Regions from separate parts of the Mus musculus genome. Here region 2 is linked to region 1. A link is a contact called in public HiCAR-type data. All regions are on one chromosome and are shown on one strand. The core of a region is the stretch at or near the end of the contact, and the rest is flanking DNA. Distances in the headings are between cores, read along the strand shown. Region 1 has its middle 53 kb from the start of Hdac2. Region 2 has its middle 11 kb from the start of Gm31330.

Region 1 (6,245 bases), core at 2,397-4,896:
ACAGGACACTGGAGAATTGGCTAACCCTCTTTGCCTAGCTAAGATAGATCACCATCCACAGGTAAGTGTCTCACATCTTCTGGGCCTGGGATTCTGTCTTAGTTTCCGTTTTATTGCCATGAAAAGATACCATGTCTAAAGTAACTCTTATAAAGGAAGACATTTACCAGGGCTGGCTTACAGTTTCAAAGGTATAGTCCATTATCATGGCAGGATGCACGACAGTGTTCACACAGACATGGTGCTGGAGAAGGAGCTGAGAGTTCTACATAACAATCAACAAGCAGCAAAAGAGGACCACATGTCACACTGGGCATAACTTGAACATATGACACCTCAAAGCCCACTCCCACAGTGACACATTTCTCCAACAAGGCCACACCTTCTAATAATGCCACTCCATATGGGCCAAGTATTCAAACACATGAGTCTATGAGGGGCATACCTATCCAAACCACCACAGAGTCGAAGACTAATGTTTCCCTGAATCCTCTACCCCCCAATGAAACAAATGAGATCACCATGGTAATCTTCATCCACGTAATGGGTAAGTCTCTGCCATTTTCACTGATACAGAGGCCATTTAGAATATACTTTCTGCTCAGATTATTCTTCGTGTATCTCCAGTGGTATTGCTAGCAAGCTATACCCTTTACAGTTTAGCAGTAGAAGGCAAATAACACCTTCTCACAAGGCTGCATTTGCCACTTCATAAGTAGGATCAAACCTTGTTTTTCCGAGAGCTGCTAGTTCTTTTTCTGAGAAAGGCAGCCTCACAGACTGCTTTTCCTTGCTGACAGGCTTCACAATGAAGCCCAATAAACTCATAAAACAGGGTTCCATGTGAAAAGCAAAGTCAAGCTCTGCTGCTATTACTATTTTTACTACTGCTTTGTTTAAGAGAACTTGCTTTTCAATGACTTCTCTCAGTAATCAGCCACCTATGTCTCATGGTAAATGATTGGATAGTTTACTCAAGTTGTGAGGGTGTAAGAATGTGATTTAAGGTATGTAAAACCTGAGAAACATTTCAGATTTCTTTCCCTACTGCTATGCTATTAATATGTTAAGACTTCAAAAGTTCATACTTTTAACACACTAACCAATGCCATTCTGATAATCTGTTAATCTAGCCTTAGCATAGTCACAGGCTCAGAATTTTTAATTGATTTTCTTTGATTATAGAAAGATAAACATGGATCAGACATATAGACACACAGATAGATATATCTGGACTCTGGAGAGAGGAAACTGTTCATGCTTTAACACAGAAGGATCCTTTTGGGTCCCTACACTTTTGTTGTGGCTTAAGGTGTGGGTTTACTCCAGCTGTTTACAAATACTTGTTAACTGCTTCTACTACAATGTGAATTTCAGTGCAGACGGCAGATAGTGGTCATGCTAACATATCTAAACGTTTTATGTCTTCTCAACTTTAAGGTGTTCATAAACTTCGTGCAACCTTCAGGGAGTTGTGACCTGTCACGGGCCAAATAGCCTCCAGACAAGTCCTCCTGTCATTCCCCAGCTTAAGCTTTCTGTGTCTCCTGCCTGTCCCAGCTACCAGGCTTGGAAGTTTCAAGTGGACACCCAAGATAAAGACTTTTTCCTAAGCTCCTTTACTTTGCCTTCTGTCCCCAGTCTCTACCTGTCTCAGCAGATTTTGAGTCAGTTGATATTCACTATCCAGGAATCAACTGTGACGTGACAACTGAACCAAAACATCATGTCAAGCCCAGGTTGTCTTGTGGAACCAGAGAGCCCTTGACTTGATAAAAGCTGATGTAAACCAGTCAGGCCAATGTGATTGCTCTCTGTCTCTTTAGGTTTGGTCAGAAAACCAGCTGTTCCCTAACATTACCTAGATCCTCTCCCCCTCGCAGCCTTTGACCAGCATTTCAACCATCCTGGGCCCTGACAATGATGCTCTTATTTCAGCTGAGGAGCAGTTACAGAAGGGATTACATCACCCTCATCATCAACAAAAGGCTGGAATGTCAAGTCCAAAGGAAACTATTTCTCCAAATTCCCAAAGGCTGAAGGGACAAGTGGGTATCTGTGTTGCCTATTAACATACCAATACGTTCTGTCCTCCAGTCTCCTTCAGTATCACAAGTACCTGTTACTCATTTCATACTCCATCCTTGCATCCTGGCTCTTCTCACTTCCTCCCCTACCCTAAACTCCCTCCAGCTCACAGACACCCCCCCCCCCGCCCCAGCTACTCATTCTTCTTATAACTCTGCTCTCTCTCTCTCTCTCTCTCTCTCTCTCTCTCTCTCTCTCCCCTTGCTTCTTTCATAGCCAGGTCCAGTCTGCTGACTATATTCAATCTACTACTTTCTCTTTCTCGTCCAGAATCTTTCAGATGCCTCTGGCTGTTCTTTCTCTCCTATCTACAAGAAAATCCATCCTCTTAACCATACCATGGAGTGGTCATGTCATCAGTTTATAAATCTCAATGGAGTTTCTTCTGGACCTGAAATATATCAATATATGTTACATTATGTACTTGTTATATAACCTACTTTACCATTATATATATATATGTATATATAAAATCTGTGTCAAGAATACCAGACCTACATCATAATTATGGAAGAGTTAGTATTTTGCTGAATTAATAAAGTATAATTTCTTTAATTTTTATTGAGAGTGTATGTTTAGATTGTTATTTAAGGACTAAAGTGGGCATCTTAAAACTTATAGTATGTAGATGACAATATTTAAAAATCATGCCTTAAAAGATTTATAAAATTGCCAATTCCATGCATCTATTTGCCCCTTTCTTTCCTTTCAAAGGGCGCATAGCAATGGGAATCATTGACCAGCTTCACACTTGTGACTGAAGAGAGGAACGAGAAGGGCATGTCCTTAGTTGTGTGTTTTCTAGATGCGTCTTTAGCATTTAGGGGAACCATATACACGAGTAGACTGTCACCATCACAATCTTGATCTTTAAAGTGGTTCAAATTCTTATCTACCAATGCTTTTCCTGCCAGAAAAAAAAAAATCTACTTGGGCCTTTTGAAGCCACAAGTATTTGGAGACAAAGTTGCTTTGACTACATTGAATCTTTACATTGGTTTAAGATTCAAAACCTAGACTAAACTAAAAATCATTAATTAACACCAAACATCAGACTTTGCTCTGACTAACTTGTCAACTGCAAATTTTCAATATTGTACTCAACAAACAGGAATGGAAGTTCTCCTAAGTTATAGCTGGCTCTGGGTCAAGGAAAGAAAAAAATTCATTCTCTTGGGATATACACTGTAAGAAAGTGCTTGAAGCATGGTCAGTTATAAAAAAACGCATACAGAAATCAATGAAGCTCTTATTGACCAAGTGTGGTATAGTTTAAACGTTAGAATAATGACAGTAGTAGATAAAATGGAAACTTATGAGTCTATGCTAATACAGAGTACAAAGCTCGATGAGGAACTGGGTATCTAGGAATAGGATGCATATTCGTCATAAGACACATAAAGAAGAATAGCTTCACAGCAAAGAAGCCTGCTCCCACCACCACTAACAAGCTATCTAATAGAACACATCCAGACTGAGACAAATAAGACCATCTACGAGCTGGTGTCCTGGAAACCGGTACAACTCCTTGGAATACTCCTGTGAAAGACACAGCTGACTATGTCTTGAACTATGAAGAGACATCAGATGAGCTCACATTGAATGATGCTCTATGAGAGCAGAGTATCAGATGACTTCTGCTTTAGTCACAGAAGTAAGACAGAATTATTATTCAGATTTGCACATCTGGCTTGTTGTGTTCCACAGATAGTAACTGAGGCCATGTGTTCTTAGCTCTGGTCTAGATTCCGGAGATTCATCTTCAGCAGAGAGGGGAACAAAGCTTTGTCCTTATGGAACGAATTCCAGGGTAGGTAATCTGATATTCCACTAGTAGAAAAAGGAGGTGATGTTTAAAACTGAGCAATGTCATGAAGAAAATAAAACCAGCACAAGTGAAGACTTAGAAATCTGTTTTCACAGTATCCACACTCTACAGTGTTTTTCCAATATAGGCTCAGAATTCTGCCACTCATTAAAATAAGAAATTGGAATCTGCATATCCACCCTTAAATTCTGTCAGACTTTTGTGACTCATTTCTTCTGTCAGCACACAGGGGAGTAAAAGTTGTAAGGCTTAAGATGTATTGGCAAAGACTACAGGTTCCTCCTAGGTCTCTCTGCTAGGATGAGCCAAGGTATGATGAAGTCAGACAATAGAGAGAGGTCATACACAGATGTACTAGCCAGTAGCCCAATGCTGACTGGAGACCAGTACTGATGCCCTGGGGAAGTTTCCAATAGAACTCCAAATTCTGGCTGTTTAAGGCTGCAAATACTTAGGGAACCCAGAATCAGACCCAGTCAACATCCAGAGCTATGAGAGATAATGATAAATCGAGTGTTGTCTTTTAAAGCCACAAAGTTTTGGTATGTACAAGATAACACCATCATCTTCATCAATAGAATGAATTAAGAATGTAGATCATTCTTAAGAATGTAGATCACTGAAAAATGAGTGGAATAGAAAGAGAAATACATGAGATGATGGGGAGCAAGGCCTACTGACCAGCCTTAGTCCAGAACCCATCCCGCCTTTCAGGAGAGGGCTTTCAACAGGCGACTGAGAAATGAATATGTAGTACATATCCAAAAAGGAATATGATTCTGCTATGAAGAAAAAGTACAGAAAATGGATGCACTTGGAAAGGAAATATTAAGCAAGGAGATCTGAAATCAGAATAAACAAAACCCACACATTTTCCCTCATGTGCAGAATCTAGCCAGCAATGCACACATGGATCCATGCAAACAGGTGTAAAGATGGGCATTCTGTTGTAGTGTTTAGAAAGGAGACCAGAAAAGAACAATGCAGGGTGATGAGCAGAAGCGACATTCAGTCAAGAGACAATCGGAGAGAATGCGAAACTACTGTCACTGAGGTTTCAGCTCTGTCCAATTTTTTCTTCATGTGTATGGTGGGCACGTTCATTGAAATGTTGTAGATGATGAAAGTCCAGAATCCCAAGTGAAGCTCCTGGCTTCAGAATAGCCAACCCAATTGTGTAGATGCCTGAGTTTGTGACTGGGCAAGGGTTTTTGATTTTGTTTTTGAGTGGCTATTTTAATCTAGCTGTGTGATTTTTTAAATTCATTAGTTCATTAAAGTAAAGTGATTTTATTTAATTAATATTTTTTTAAGCAGGGGACTGGAGCATCTGTTGTTCTTACAGAGAATCCAATTTGATTCCCAGCACTTACTCATAATTACTTACATCTGTTTGGACTCCAGTTTCAGGGGACCTGATGCCCACACCTCCATGGGCACCAAACACACATGTGGTGAACATATATACAGGTAGGCAAAACACTCAGACACAAAGTACTAACATGAATAATCTAAAGAAAATCTTGCTACATCATTCTGGCTGTTTATACATTTTAGATTATAGATTATGTAATTTATAATCTCATCAGCCTCACCTTCCAAGTGCTAACACTATAGGTTACCATGCCTGTGTCCTGAAAAGCAGACACTATAAGCTTATTAATGAGCACAGGATGTAGAAAACCTATTTCTCAGTGCTTTTCTGCTCAACTAAAAAAAAAAAAAAAAAAAAAAAAACCCTCAGCTTCTGACGTTCTCTCTGGCTCTCTCTGTCTCCTCTCTCCTCTGTCTCCTCTGTCTGTCTGTCTGTCTGTCTGTCTCTCTCTCTCTCTCTCATATACAAGCACACACACACATACACACACACTCTCATTTTCCTTTCTTAGGAAAAAAGAATGTATATATTCCAAAAATCTTAGATGGTATAAAAACACGGCAACTGCCAGGCATAAATCTGTATTGAACACTCTATAAACCGATTTGTTGCGTCTAAATAGATTTTATTTCTTAAAGCTGAGCTAAATTGCTTTTAAGGTCATTTTCTTTGTTAGCATTATACGTGCTATTAAACCATGTTCAGTTTTTTTTTTTAACTGAATGTTGCATTAAAATAAAATCAAAGTCAAATGAGGAAAAAAGAGATGACTTCCTCTGCATCCTAGACATTCTGTCTCAGGACTAATAAACAGAAAGGGTTGTTTGTATCTTTTCACCAGCATCCTCTCAGCAGGAACTTGCAAAACAAATGTCAGGGAAAAAGAAGAGATTCGGTTTTTCTATATGTAGAATGTGTGTTCATTATTGAAACTTAGAGCAATGTTTCCACCAC
Region 2 (6,245 bases), core at 2,541-5,040, 400 kb before region 1:
AAAAAGATTCTCATTTGATGAACTGCACATTAATGAGCCTTTAAACTGCTGAAGATCTAGCATTATTTAAAGACATCTCCATCCTTTTTACAGTAGATAAAGTCATGTCATTTGATCATGGGAGCTTAAGTGGAGAAACTAGCTAATCAAAGCTTTTTCTCCATGTAGGTAAGACACCGAAGTTATTATTAACAAGGTGGACACAATTGTTCTCTCACACCTGTGGGTTCCACATCAGCAGTTTCACCCAAATGCGGACTAAATGTGCTTGGAAAAGAAGGAAGTCCCATGTATAACTGAAGTTCTCTTACAATTCTTTCTTAAACTACAGTAAATTACAGCTATTTTCATAAGACTTATTCTGCTAGTTATTACAGATAACCTAAGATGTTGCAAAGTGTACAATGTCAAAGGATGTGTTGAGGTTACCTGTAAAAACTATGTCATTTTCTTTAGGAGACCTGAGCTTCAACCATAGGCGAACTTCTGGAACCTGTCTCACACATATGCTAAGGAAGGATTGAATAAAATGTTTTACTGCAGCTACTAATATTTGGGGTACTGCAGAACCTCATTTCTACTCAGAATGAGCCTCACACCATCCCTCTTGGCCCGTTTATTCCTCATGTAGCTCAAATAATACTATGCTGCAAACTTCTGTGTTTGCTCATCCTTTTTCTTTGATTTCTAAACCCAATAGAAGAAGAAATGGAACTTCTGTCTTCTTTACATCTTAAAATACTAGGTCCTACAAGACTCTCAATACACATTTGATTACACCATTGTTTGTCTTCATGAACACATTGTGTTTGGAGTCTTAGAAAATATCTAAGCATGTGTTGCTCATTTAAAAAGATTGGGTGCTTCCATGCATTGCCATCTGAGTAAGTAAAACCAGAAGTTCTCTATATCAAAAAATGTAATAAAACTCCAAGCCCTAACCTCATAAAATCTAATCTAGTTGCTCAAACATTCTAATCATTGAGAGATTTTCATCCTGAAATAAATTTAGACCTTTAGACAAGCTACAGAAATGAACATTTTCTGCATATTGTTCATCTAGCTTCCACAAATGGTAATACTTCACAAAACTACATGTATCACAACACAAATTAGCACTGGTACACAACCAGAAAAAGCATTGGGTTAAATTTTGCATTTCTCCAATAATTCTAATTAATACTGAGGGTTGAAACACACTCATAGGTGATCAGTGAGCCTCAAGTATGATTCCCCTATTTTGCCTGCTAATACAGTGTCCCTGATCTTTGTAGTATGTGTTATTAATAATGCTTAGTCCCATATTTCTATAAATCCCTCATGTCCAACTGAAGACACATTTCTCCCCTGACAAAGATGAACTTGACCACATCTTGAAGTAACACAATTCACAGTTGAGTCTAAGCTCAATCTTGTTACTGTTTATCTAGACTCCTTCACATCTACTAACGTACATTTTATTTCAGCATGAACTTGAGTCCTATAATCTCCTCAAACATACTGCATCACTTCCTTTTTTTGTAGTTGCTAGCTTAAACCTTGGCTTGTTTCTCTGTCACAGTTTCAATGATACTAATATCCTTCTAATTTTTCCCAGGGATTTTGCATAATTGTTCCTTTTATCTTGACTTTATTGAGCTGTAATTAACAGATGGACCAATCCCTTGCTACTTGTGGTATAGGCAAAGACTAACACAGTGTTGGCACAACCTTGATTCTTGATAATAATGAAGAATTTCGGATAACCCCTAATCTACTGAAACGAAGTGTAAATCACTACTTGATGTGGCTTGAACATGAAGTGCCCTCCATGGGCTTGTGTGTTTGAACCTTTGGTCTCCAAATGACATCATTGATCTGAGAAGTTTTGGAGCATTGATAAGGCTTTGTAGATTAGATCCACTTCCAATTTTCTGGTCAGCCACTGAGAAGCAGTAATCATGTTTCCATTGATGTAGACTACATGCTCTGCCCCTGACCATGACCTTCCCCATGGTCTCCCTACAACACTTCCTCACCAAGAGAAAATGAAGTCATAAATGAAAATAAACCCTTCCTTCATTATGATGTTGCTTCTGTCAGTTATTTTCTCATATTTAAAAAGAAAAGTAGCTCAGAAAATTGGTATTCAAGATATGGGATTGTTGCTGGATGGTAGAGTTTTAAGCCCAATTGTATATAATCTAGGAAGCATAGCATTAGTATGAAAATAGACAATTATGTATGTAATAATATAACAAGTAATATCCAAGTATTTAGTCACATGCATTTGATCAATTATTTTTTAATGAAGTTGCAAGGATACATCCGTGGAAGAAAATGACATCTTTTCTTCAAGTTATCTTGGGACAACTAGAAACCCATAAGGAAAAAGATAAAGGTAATAACTTTCCCCTACAGTTCAAAAGAGATCATCAGTCTAAACATAAGAGCATCTATTTAAAAATAGGGGAAAGTTTAAAGACTGAGTTTTCCAAAAACAAAGCCACAAAAAGTAATGATGATAAATTGTATTTTCACCAAAATTTATTCTCATTAGGACTCTATTAAGAAAATCTCACTAGCTACAGAGGGAGAGAAACTACTTACAAGGCACTTATTAGACAAAAGATATCTATACAGAATTATAATTTTTAAAAAATTTACTGCTCTACAATAAATGACTCAATTAAAAATTAAGTTGAGTATTCTACAAATAACAAATAAGCACATAGAAATTTGCTCAACATAATTAGTCATTAGATAAATACAAATTAAAACCACAATGGAATACTACTCTGCATTTACTGGAAATGGCAAATATGGGCCAGCAAGATGACTCCAGGATCTAAAAATACAATTCTTCTACAAGCCTGACCACTGGAGTTCCCACCCCTGAAACGCAGGTAAAAACTGGTTGTGTTAGCATCTGACTGTAGTGTAGAAAGCACTCCTATGGTATGACAGTAGGCAGAGACAGAAGACTCTTTCCAAAAGCTCACAGGCCAGTTATCCTGTAGTACAAAGGGTAGGGTCAAACAGGAAGAGAGGCCCTACCTCAAATGATATGGAAGGTGAAGACCAACCCTGCAACACAAATGTACTTCATACACAGATGGACATCCACACATATAAATGAAAATACGTATTTTTCAAAGAAAAGACAAACATTATAAAGATTCCCCCTGAGGATGGCAAAATGGCTCCATGGTTTAGAGAACTTGATGAAAATTTGAGCATCAGATTTTAGATGTCCAGTGCCCATTTAAAAATCTAGGCCTTCAGGTATGGCAGCACATACCTTTCATCCCAGCCACTTGGAACACAGAGAAAAGGAGATTTCAGTGTATTTGAGGCCAGCTTGGTCTATACAGTGAGTTCGAGGCCTTCCATGACTATAGTGTGAGACCCTATCTCAAAAAACAAAACAACACAAAAAAAAAAAAAAAAAAAAAAAAAAAACCAAAAACAAAAGAAAAAAACCAAATACAATCCATCCTGACCTTATGTGTCTATACCCCTTGTGCTACTAGGGGAATGATGGGTCATACAGCTTGGGTTTATCTGCCAATCAACCACCACAGCATAGAGAGATTCACTGATGAATGTTGTGTGGTGGCTAGTTTTAATTGTCAATTTGAATCAATGTAGACTCACTTGGTAAGAAAACTGACTGTGGAATTTTTCTAGATTAGGGTCACACATGTGGGGATTGCCTCAACATGATTAACTCATCTGAGAAGAGTCAGCCCAATGATGAGCAGCACGAGTCTCTGGGTTTTGGTTTTGAACTGTATTAAAGAGGAGAAAGTGAGATGAGCTCATATACAAGCCTCCATGACTCTGTTCCCGATTCTGGCTATGATGTGAGCTGCTCCCTCAAGCTGCCGTTACTGTGACCTCTCTACTTTAATGGACTGTAACCTGGAACTGAGAACTACGATAAACAGTTTTTGTCACTCTATTCCTTTTTTCTGGGTATTTTGTCAGAGGAACTGCAAAGAAAAGTAAAGGCTAGAGAGAGTATCTGATATCCCCCTCTGTTCTTTGCAAATATGCTCAGGCAAGCACCTACACACACACAACTGAGCCTACCAACTGTTGCCAAGGGTACAAAGGAACTGAGATTCTTATTCAATATTGATGAGAAGGTAAAAGGATACAGCTACTTTACAAAATGTTTTATCAGATTCCTAAGCATGGTTTCATATATGATCCACCCATTCCACTTCTATACATTTACCAAAGAAGAGTAAAAGCATCCTAAACAAAAATCTTCACATGAAAGCTTACTATGCCTTTATTTGTTATAGACATGATTCTGGTGCCCACCAACAAATGCAATCCTACATTGCAGTTTTTTAATAGAACAAATGCATTCCTACAATGCATGTTTTTTAATAGACTACAACATTGCTGAGAAATCCTTTTTGAGAGGTTGGCACACAAAATCTCATTCTGTTTTAAGGATCTAAACTGTATAGAACGGGAACTGTGTGAGTTGTGTTTATAGATCCAGAAAAAAGCAGGCTGATCTACAGTAGCTGAACAGCAAATAGATGTGAACCAGGGAGTGTAGCTCAGTGGTAGAGTGCTTGTTAGCATGTGTGAGTCCCCAAAGTTCACCTCCAGCACTTCCCCCACTAGAAAGGAAAGAGAGCAAAAACAGATGGGCGGCTGCCTAATCTGTCAGGCAAGCATGAAAAGAAAAGACTAGGGAAAGGCATGAGAGGATACATAGATGTCCCCACTATTTTATTGTGATGATGTTTTCACAAGCACTTTTACCTTAGTTACTGTTTTATTTATGTGAAAAGATACCATGACCAAGGCAACTTATAGGAGAAAGCATTTATTGGGGTTTGCTTACAGTTTCGGAGAGTAAATCCACAGCCATCAGAGCTGGAGCGGGGAGCAGGGATGGCACTGGAGCAGTAGCTGAGAGCTTACAACCTATGCACAAGTTGGAGTAGAAAGAACAAGACTAGGCCTGGATGGGCCTTCAGGCTCAAAGCCCACTCCCAGGGGCACACCTCCTCCAATAAAGCCATACCTCCTAATCCTACCCAAAACAGTTCCACCAACTAGGAACTGAGCCCATGGGACCATTCAAATATATGAGCCCATGGGGCCATTCCCATTCAAACTGCCAAATATACATACGTTAAATCTCTTATAGCCCAATGTATTTTTAATTTCAGAAAAATAAAACTAGAGCCAAACACCCCTTATGCATCCACATTTAAAAGTTAAACATTTGGCCTGGTCAGCCAGCTCAGTGGATAAAGGTATCTATTGCCAAACCAGACCACCTGAGTTCAAATCCCAGGCCCCACATGGTAAAATGATACAGTAGGTCCCAACATTGCCTTGCCATCCCCACCTCCATGCTGTGACATGCCTGTGCCTACACATATAAATAAAATAAATGGAATAGAGAAATTTAACTAAACAAATAAATAATAACTAGATATTTGGATTTCTTTGCCCAGATATTTAGACTTAACCATAGTTTTATAGCCCAGATATCAAGGCTTTTATAAACTATGTGATAAGATTTAGGAAACACTGCTCAGTTCAGGTCTCTACATTGTAACCACAACCAAAGGAAGAAAAAAAAAAGCCACTCAAATTAATGCCCGTAGAAGCCCAGAAACAATGCTGGAGAACATGAGAAAAATAAAATAAATACTTTACTCAGTTCCAGAAATCATCTAATATTGATGGCTAATTGTTAAGTATATCACCTGCGAAAAATCACCTGAATGCTAACAGTAGGAATGCTAACAACTAACAGCATGTTACATGTAACATAGCTGCAGCATGGAAAAAACAAGTAACTGAGAATTTGAAGCTTGCTACAATGGCCTGCATAAAGGGAAGGATGGAAGGTTCAAGAAGATCATTAAAATGCAGGGAAGGGAGGTGGTTCTCTGGAAAAACAGATGGGAAGCAAAGTCCACACCGTGGCTCTGGTTCATGTTCTCTGTCAATACATTGTCTTTACTTTCTATTTTGTATTCTCTCTCTCTCTCTCTCTCTCTCTCTCTCTCTCTCTCTCTCTCTCTTACTATTAAACAGAATTTAATGAGGTCTTATTTTTAATACCCTTGTTTTATTATTCTTTCCTTCAAAAAAGAAAGAGAGGGAGAGATGTTTGAAGTTCTTTCTTTCTTATCAGCTCTGCACATAGCTGTGTGGTTTTGTTTACATTTGCTGGTTTATTAATTGTAAGGACTTATGGCTTCTTTTGATGTCCTTTTACA

What was found. HiCAR-type assays count read pairs that join an accessible place to other places.
Region 2: a HiCAR-type map of fibro-adipogenic progenitors shows a contact between it and region 1, with 5 times the contacts expected there. The contact joins two enhancer-like sites. A contact is called at or near these places in 1 of 115 datasets of contacts at active chromatin or transcription factors (fibro-adipogenic progenitors) and 1 of 9 other capture datasets (embryonic stem cells).

The regions. Positions count from the first base shown.
Region 1 is chr10:37,024,587-37,030,831 of GRCm38.p6, reverse strand. No RefSeq gene overlaps it. Among named protein-coding and RNA genes, the nearest start is that of Hdac2, 53 kb to the right of the region's middle. Within about 2 kb of position 3,646, at least 8 of the 459 cell types and tissues checked have an H3K27ac peak or open chromatin away from gene starts, as enhancers often do. A contact at or near this core is called in fibro-adipogenic progenitors, where this site is marked.
Region 2 is chr10:37,422,941-37,429,185 of GRCm38.p6, reverse strand. No RefSeq gene overlaps it. Among named protein-coding and RNA genes, the nearest start is that of Gm31330, 11 kb to the left of the region's middle. Within about 2 kb of position 3,790, at least 4 of the 459 cell types and tissues checked have an H3K27ac peak or open chromatin away from gene starts, as enhancers often do. A contact at or near this core is called in fibro-adipogenic progenitors, where this site is marked.